Linked DNA regions of Mus musculus: region 2 is linked to region 1. The links are chromatin contacts, called in public Hi-C maps. All regions are on one chromosome and are shown on one strand. Each heading gives the region's core, a stretch centred on a gene start, on an enhancer-like site or on the middle of the called end of the contact. The rest is flanking DNA. Distances are from core to core; before and after follow the strand shown.

Region 1 (4,541 bases), core at 1,133-3,632:
TAAACAGTTTCAGATGGAGTTCATTTTGGGTGTTAGAATTTGGGGATGGAGAGTGAGTGCACAGTAGAATAAGCTTAGGAACTCTCTCTGGACTCAGAGAATCTTATATTAGTTTTACCACCTTTTTGCTTTTGTAATACTGGAGAATTCTCTGGCCTCAGTTTCCTCATCTATAAAATGGTCATAATGATTGTATTCTGCCGCAGACTAACCCCTTATTTGGGTCTCCTGTCTGCGTGGAACAGGTCTCTAGTTGCAGGTGAGCAAGGAGTCAGCAAATGACAAACAGAAGCGACACAAGAGAGTGTGTAGAATCTGAGTGTATTGTCACAAAGTGAACACCAGTCTTATATAATACAGAAAACAAAGGGGTAGGATGTCACGGCTGGCAAAGTACATTGAAGTTACCTGACATTGAAGTTACCTGGAATGACTCCAAAAGGACTTACAGGAACCAGGTAATATTTACAGTAAAGATAAAACAGCCCTGCCTAGGGTCAGCTAATGACAGCTAAGGATTTCACACCCTAGTCACACTTTGTGCTACTCCTTTGAGCCTTGTGAAAGCTAGCACCAGGGGTTTCTGCTCTAGCAGACCTTCTCATGATTAATGCAATACCACAAACCTCCTATTTCCTAGGCCTTGATAAATTCTTGTATGAGTGTAACTTGGCTGTTCTTTTAAGTATTTGTAGGGAATCTCCATTTGTCAGAAGAATTCACCAACTTTCTTCTAATATGAAATGTAGCCTGTTATACCTGGTTGTAGTGAAGATTCCAGTCTCAGTGGGATTCCCTACCTCTTACATGGTAAACCCACCTATTAGCTAGGTCATTGTGTATTCCCTTGTTTGGGTGAGACTGGCTACTGTCCTAAGTAATCACTCTGCAGACCAGCCCTGAGCTATTCTAGCTTCTTCTTTGTAATGCCTACTTTCAAATCTCTACTAGAAGTAAATTTGAATGTTACTGAATAGGTAACCTTTTCACTGAATTCCTACTGAATTCCAAGCTCGTTAGTTCGTTGGCTTCAAGGATTTTCTAGGACGTTGGAACACTGGTGGAGGCTTACCTATGTCAGAATTCAATCTTTAAAGGCACTTATAATAAGATAATACTGAAAGAGAGCACATGGATCCATACATCAGACTAACACGGGGATAGGGTATGAGTACACGGGTTATGAGAATGCCAAGGTTCCAGGAGGTTGAGTTTCCTTGAAACTCCCTGCCTCGTGAGTGCTCCCAGGCCTCTCGGCCTGCCAAGCAGACTTCACTGGGGTAGACGGAGCAGTGTTCGCCTCCCCGGGTTATGTGTGAGGTGGTTAATAAGCATAAGTAGTTACCATTCTCGTATTTATCTATGTTTTGTTTCTATGCTGTTCAAGCTAGGCAGGGCTCTGTCACCGGAATCCTATGCCATGAAGGACTGCAGAGCCCATGTCACCAACAGATTACAGATCCAGCAGTAACTTGTATGATCTTAAACTCAGATGTCTGTCTCCAGATTCCTCTTCTGAAAGTCTGTCCACATTGGCCTTAAGAACTTCAAGCACCATTTTGTGGGCTAACACTCCACTGTGCCCTCACTTAGAGAAAGCACACCGAAGCCATGGTTCAAGGCAGAGACATGCTGACCCCTCCTCATTTTGTGGGAGCAGTCAATCAGGACAGTCCTGTTGGCACAGGAAGGAAAGCTTTAAGGCCAGGTCAGAGCCAGGCCATGCCTTGCAAAGTCATTTGGGAAGCCAGAGGAACCTAGAACAAGAGGAGAATGTTTGAGGGGTGAATTCTGTCGGGGCTGGAAGTTGGTGTTTTTCATGAAAGTCCTGGCATGAGTAGTTGCTCAATAAATAGTTTCCTTTTTGGCAATATTGGAACTTGAACTTGTGCTTCTCACATGTTGGGTGAGAACTCCATGACTGAGTTCCAGCTCCATCCCTTCATTTCCTGTTAAACAATAGATGCTCAACCGAAGCCCAACCGGAAGTCTAGTGAATGTTGTTTTTCAGCAGTGCGCAGAGGACTGGGCCAGTCACACTGAAGGTGGAGGGTCAGGAAGCAAGGCACACACAGCAGGCAACTTGGTCCAGAAGGAGTCAGCGCAGGGGGTGAATGAGAGTAAGTAGCTTGTAGGAAGCGAGCTCTCCCAGGGACACAGCGCAGCGCAGCGTTAGGTCTCCCTCCCTGTGCCGGCTTTTGACATCAGGACTCAGCAGCTCTGAGTTTGATCCTTTAGCCTAGGACGCTCATACCTATCGTTATAAGTGATTGTGAATGAGGCTTAAATAAAGTAATAAAACCGACTCCTAGCTAGGACCTAGCCCATACAGACCCTCAGCGCAGGTGGTTGAACCTGTTTGCAATGGCCTTAAAATGATGCCGGATGCTGCCACCTACTGGGATCCAGTGGAACTTTTAAAATATTTTTTAGCTAGAATAATAATCCACGTGTGTTAGTTTGTTGGTGGTGTTATTATTTTCCTTACTGGTCTTCGTCTCCTCACCACCCCAGGCCCCTAGTTTTCTGCTCTTGTCTGGCTGAGGTATTTACTGAATGAATAGTAAGTGTTGTTTAAACCTGTCCGTGTGGTATCCAGTTTCTGCCTCCAGAAGAGTCCACTGTATGAATCTCAGGGCTGCTGTTTACTATGAGGCAGGGGACAGCGTCTGAGCTTCCTGACCTTCAGTTTTCCTGGCAGGCTATAAAATGGCCTCCATCTGTTTGGAAGAATGAGTTTTACTCATTCATTTACTCATTCATTCATCCAGCGAGTGAGCTTTTAGGAGGAAGGGGAGTGTCAGTCTGCAGAGGAAACAGATGGTGCATGGGGAGGGGCACCCCACACACCCATACCTTGCAGTGATTCACGGGAGACTGATTGCCCCCATCCGCTGTCTCTCTTCTTTTACTGTATGAGAGTCATTTCCTGAAACACAGATCTCCGCTTATGATGGCCTCACTTCAAATTTGTCACTACGTTGAAGGCCAGTCTGCCTATCATGGAAACTTTGGTCCTATTCAAACTGGTCTGCTCTACCAAGCTACTTCTGGGTTTCTGAAATGGTAGTAGACAACCTTTACCACAGGTTAGACATTGTGCTAAGTGTTTTATTGGATAATTGTTATAGCTTCCCAGGACATGAGCCTTATGCCTGTTATAATCGTGGAGCTATAACAATAACGTCAAGGGACATCTTCAAGGAGAAAGCGTGGCTTTGGTTCAGTTTCAGATGTCTCAGATTAGGGTTCCCAGCTCTATTCGATTCCCAGCTGGTGGGGTAGAACATTATGCCAACAGGAACCTGTGTGTCTTAGTTTGGGTCTTGTTGCTATGAAAAGACACTATGGCCAAGGCAAGTCTTATGAAAGCAAATATTTAATTGGGGTTGGCTTACAGTTTCAGAGGTTCAATCCATTATCATCATTGCAGGAAGCATGGCAGCATCCAAGTAGATGTGGTGCTGGAGACGGAGCTGAGAGTCTTGATTTGAAAGCAGTCAGGAGAGACTGTCTTCTGCATTGGGCAGAGCCTTAGCATAGGAGGAGTCCCCAAAGTCCATCCCCATAGTAATACACTTCTTCCTAAAAGTGCCACTTCCCATGGGCCAAGCATATTCAAACCACCACACTGTGCTAGAGACTACTTATCTCATGGTGGATGGGAAGCAGAGAGGGGACAAAGAACTGGGGACAAGTTAGAACCATCAGAGATACGCCCTCCGTGACCCACTTTCTCTAACTTGAATTGGTCTCCCATAGTTTCCACAGTCTCCATAAGGAGCCCTGCCAGCTGAGGGAGAAATCTTGAACATGTGGACTCCTGGGAGAACTGTTCATATGAAGACCATAACACTCTTAGTCAAACAGTTCAAATCCAGGTCTACCCAGCTGCAGAAGACATCCCCGAGCCTCTCTGCCACAACTGCCATATAGCTGTCTGCATCTGTAGCCTTCTCTACACAGCTGGCACTCTGGCCTTTCCACTCCTTCCTGGGCCTATGACCCCGCTCAAATACCCCATTAACACTGCTACTTCTAACGTGCACACAGTGCTTATGCCCTCTTCCCTGGGAGCCAACCCTACTGCCATGCCCCATCATGAATGTTAGAGATCCTTCATGGACATGTGTACCCCCTCGGCACATGGGGAGAGTCTTAGAAACACACATAGACTTTGAACTGTCAGGACTTGCTGAATAAATGAGAGGGCACAGGAAAAAGTATTTGAACGGTAAGATATCAGAGAGACAGAAGTCAGATGCACTCAATCACCCTTCTGCATAGAAACAGATCTAGGAAGTCATGTACTAATTATGCACAGTATTGTTTTTTTCACTGACTTTAGGTCACTGTCTTAGTCAGGGTTTCTATTCCTGCACAAGCATCATGACCAAGAAGCAAGTTGGGGAGGAAAGGGTTTATTTAGCTTACACTTCCATACTGCTGTTGATCACCAGAGGAAGTCAGGACTGGAACTCAAGCAGGTCAGGAAGCAGGAGCTGATACAGAGGCCATGGAGGGATGTAACTTACTGGCTT
Region 2 (4,495 bases), core at 670-3,169, 850 kb after region 1:
GTCAGCACTAGAGTGAGAAGATGACTGGGAACCAGAGCAGAGGTCAGTCAGAAGTTGAGGCCTTCGGTCAACATGCTGGGCCTGGGAGAGTATTTCTGGGTATAGCTGAAATAGTGTGTAGGGTTCCAGTGCCTAACTGTAATAGAGGCCTCACCACTGGCTCTGTGCTGCTGGAGACATGAACACACACACACACACACACACACACACAATAGAGGCCTCACCACTGGCTCTGTGCTGCTGGAGACATGAACACACACACACACACACACACACACAAACACAAACACACACACACCATTCCTCAGATTCCATCTGGAGGATTGTGACCTTTCCCAAACTTTGTCTCCTAGAGCTTTAACTAGCATCTCTGTTCATCTCTCTGGTTCCTCACCATCCCCATGCAAACCCTATGTAGTTGTTTCTAATCTATACTGATTGTCTTGTCATTGACAAGCCCAAGGGTCCCTGCCATGCTCTCCCCCAATCCATAAATATAAACACACACACACACACACACAGAGCTTTTATTCCTCAAAAGGCACTATTATTGATATCCAGAAAACATACTTATCAAAGAAGATGGTGGGATACATAAAGGAGTCCAGAGAATTAATAACGAACGTAATTTAAAGTATGGAGAATAACTAACCTAATTTAAAGTCCGGAGAACTAATAACTAGCCTAATTTAAGTTTGCAAGCAGTTTTAACACTTCACAAAAAAATATGTAAGTATCTAAAAAAAAAAAAGTCACACATGAATTACTTAAATTATCAAGAAGATGAGATTTAGAACCATACAGAAACCTCTCCACCAAAAAGACAGGCAACATAAACCGCGGGCAACAGTGCAGACTAGCCAGCCTCTGACATAGCTCATAGATGTGCAACATTTTGAATGACTTAGGCATGCATGTACTCTGTAACCCTGCGGTTCCAAAGGGATAGGGCTCAGAATCTGCTCAACCAATTCTGAGAAACAGCTCAAACACTCATCCCTAGGAGAATGGGTAACCAGATCTACTCAGACAACAGAATACAATTTCAGAAAATTAATACATACATACATACACACACACACACACACACACACATACATACACACACACAGCAAAGTAATACCCCGAACATTCTAATCAAACGAAGCTCCATATGAAAATGTACATCCTATTGATGTGACATTCTAGAGCAGGCAAAACTGAGGTATAAATAAGTTGCTTCGGTGGGTAATCCACGCAGGGACTGGAAAGTGGACATTGCTATTTTATCTCCTCATGGAGAATGGGTTACACAGGTGTTTGCACTTGTCAAAAGTCACTGACTAATAAACAAGATTTTTACACACACGCACACAAAGAGGAACAAACTCTGCACTCTATGGCGTGTGCCAGATCGCTTAGGAATAAAGCCGACTAACTCTGCAACATGCTTTGGAATTGACAATGACTAGTATGCTGTTTTATCACTCTGCCTGCGGCGGATACTGGTTAGGACAGCAAGCGCCGCCGAAGTGAGCCAGACTAGGCTTGACATCCATACTCTGCCCCTTGCTAAGCCCTGGGCCAGCAGCTTGCCCGGGACAGTGGCGGATCTGTCAGCCCCGTGCCCGCCCCAGACCCTCTCAGGACCATCACCCTCCCGCCAACACCGCAAGCACAGTCCACCACCCTCAAGCCCGAACCACAGCTCCGGGACTCACCACCAGCAGGTTCCTGTCCTCCACCAGCTGCCGCTTCCGCAGAATCTCGGATTTCAGGATGTCCATCTCGCTCCCAGGGTCTAAGTGTCTTCACTTTGACTCCCCAGCTCCTCGGCGGTAACCTCACCCGCCAGGGGAGGGGGAAGAGGACAAACCACGAAGCAACCAGAGCCCAATTATCGGAAAACAACAACTGCCGGAGCCGCTTCCGGCGGAAATCAGGATGAACGAAAGGAAGGTAGGGAGCGCCCCTCGGCGCGAACGCGGCCAAAACCGCTGAGTATTGTTGCCCCCTAGCGGAACCCTCCAGATACACACTTGTGATTTCAGTAACAGGTAGAAAAGAACAAAAGGCCGGGCAAAGGTAGCACAGGCCTTTAATCCCAGCACTTGGGAGGCAGAGGCAGGCAGATTTCTGAGTTGTCTCAAAAAAAAAAAAAAAACAACTGTTTGTCTCTTTAAATGGTTATTGTGCCCGATTGAACCAGCTTGTATACTCCTAAAGTTTGCTTCATAGTTCCTCAATTTACTTATTTGCCAAGAGTGCTAACATACTAGAGAATGAGAAATACATAAATAATACAAGTTTTAAAATGGCAGTGTTTATTAATTGCCTATTCAACACCCTGTAAATTTATTGTGTTTTCTGGTTATGCAATCAGCAATGAAGATTTTCAATGATGATTGGGAATATAATCATTCTTTCTTATAACCTAGCCCAAGAAAAAATATGTTGAAATTCTACTTTGATTTGTTTTTATTTTTATTGTGATTCAGGCACTCACTGTGTTGCCTGGGCAGGTCTCAAACTCTTGCTATCAAAGTAATCCTCCTGCCCCAACCGCAGAGTGGACCTCCATACTTGGCAGAGTTTTGGTTTTGTTTTGTTTTTTTTAATCTTAGAACCATTTATAACATATCTATTCTTGGTTCCATGCCATGAAAGCATCTTTGTTTTTAGTTGTCATAATTCAACAATATTTTATGTTACATTTTTCTATTCTAGAAGTAGTGAAATAACATTCAATTCAAACTCAAGTGTAGGTAAGATGGTTTATCAAAATAAAAACTGAAAGGATTGCTCATTAGAAAGTTTTATACTGGGGCTGGTGAGATGGCTCAGCGGTTAAGAGCACTGACTGCTCTTCTAAAGGTCCTGAGTTCAAATCCCAGCAACCACATGGTGGCTCACAACCATCTGTAATGAGATCTGATGCCCTCTTCTGGGGTGTCTGAAGACAACTACAGTGTACTTACATATAATAAATAAACAAATTTAAAAAAGAAAAGAAAGTTTTATACTGTGTGTGTGTGTCTGTGTGTGAAATAGGATATTTCATCTAAAAGATATCTGAGGACCAAAAAGATGGCTGAACAGCTAAAAATAGTTGCTGCCAAGACTGATGACCTGAGTGCAGTCCCTGGGAACCCACATGGTGGAAAGAAAAAGTAGATTCTCAAAGTCATCCTCTAACCACAACCACACCACCACATACACACACGTATACACACGCACGTTCACAACCACACCACCACATACACACACGTATACACACGCACGTTCACAACCACACCACCACATACACACACGTATACACACGCACGTTCACAACCACACCACCACATACACACACGTATACACACGCACGTTCACAACCACACCACCACATACACACACGTATACACACGCACGTTCACAACCACACCACCACATACACACACGTATACGCACACACGTTCACACATGCAACTGAAGAATAAATGACTAAATGTGGTAACTTTTTTAAAAAGTAAAAGATGCCTAACTTCTGTCCTTGGATGAAGCATGCTGACATTCTTATGTGAATAGTTGTTACCAGGGTCAAACCATTTACCCACATCCTTCTGATTTAGGAACTAGAGATGATGACCCCCAAACCTGAAGTGTTGGCATAGCTTATACAGTTCACAGAGAACCAGATGGGACACTATCAGGGTAAACTCAGAAAAGGCTATCTCCTCTTCAATTCCCATCTTTGACTTCTATGTTTATGCAAAGCGCATTAAATCATGATGAGGGTCTCAGATCAAAGAACGAAAAAGACGAATACCCGAGGGAGCAAATGGATGAGCAATTTAAACTACAGAAGAGGGGCACAGTGGGGAAGAGGACCAGCAGAGTTTAAAACAGATCAATCCTGCTATCCAGAAAATGTGTACACCATTTCATCACAAATATTATTTAAGAGTGAGATATTAGCTATAAATCAAAGGTCCTAAATTGAGGAATAGCTAAATTATAGGTCATACATACAACTGAATAGCACGAAACTACATTTGAAAAAAAATTCTCAACAATAGCAATGTTTATAATAGGCTTTCTTTTAAAAGTAAAATAATGAATGCATAAGTATAGCGTGCAAGGCCAACAAAGGGCTCAGTAGGTGGGTGCGCTTGTGCATGGGCCAAATGACCAGGCTCTGAACCCTAGAACGTGACAGAGGAGAACCTACTCTAGAGAGCCATGCTCTGACCACCACACACACACACACACACACACACACACACACACACACCATGGCACACACTTGCCCTTTCACAAACACACAAATAAATATCTTTAAATGTAAGTAAATACAGCAATAATATCTATTGTATAATTAAAACATAGAAACAAAGAACTTACTACAAGGAAATAGACCAAAATGAAGTTGTTAAATAGACACAGACCCACTGGTAAATATTAGTGTCTTCTTTAGCCCAGATTTTGATTCAAAGTCCATGATTTGGAAAAAAAATTCAGTTATCAGTCATTT

Evidence for each region. A called contact is a pair of places that touch in the nucleus more often than the background predicts.
Region 2: a contact with region 1 is called in a Hi-C map of B cells, with 8 read pairs. The contact joins the promoter of Prpf18 here to the enhancer-like site in region 1. A contact is called at or near these places in 6 of 39 promoter capture datasets (the 3T3-L1 cell line, the SN4741 cell line, cranial neural crest and 2 more), 1 of 15 datasets of contacts at CTCF or cohesin (the NIH/3T3 cell line), 4 of 484 Hi-C or Micro-C datasets (B cells, adipose-derived mesenchymal stem cells, embryonic fibroblasts and 1 more), 1 of 115 datasets of contacts at active chromatin or transcription factors (craniofacial prominence) and 1 of 9 other capture datasets (liver).

The regions. Positions count from the first base shown.
Region 1 is chr2:3,797,824-3,802,364 of GRCm38.p6, forward strand. No RefSeq gene overlaps it. Among named protein-coding and RNA genes, the nearest start is that of Gm36031, 7.8 kb to the right of the region's middle. Within about 2 kb of position 2,383, at least 59 of the 459 cell types and tissues checked have an H3K27ac peak or open chromatin away from gene starts, as enhancers often do. A contact at or near this core is called in B cells, liver and uterus, where this site is marked.
Region 2 is chr2:4,650,216-4,654,710 of GRCm38.p6, forward strand. Prpf18 (pre-mRNA processing factor 18) reads right to left here and starts at 1,920. Exons shown (of 10, transcript NM_026045.4): 1 at 1,701-1,920. The coding sequence starts at 1,766.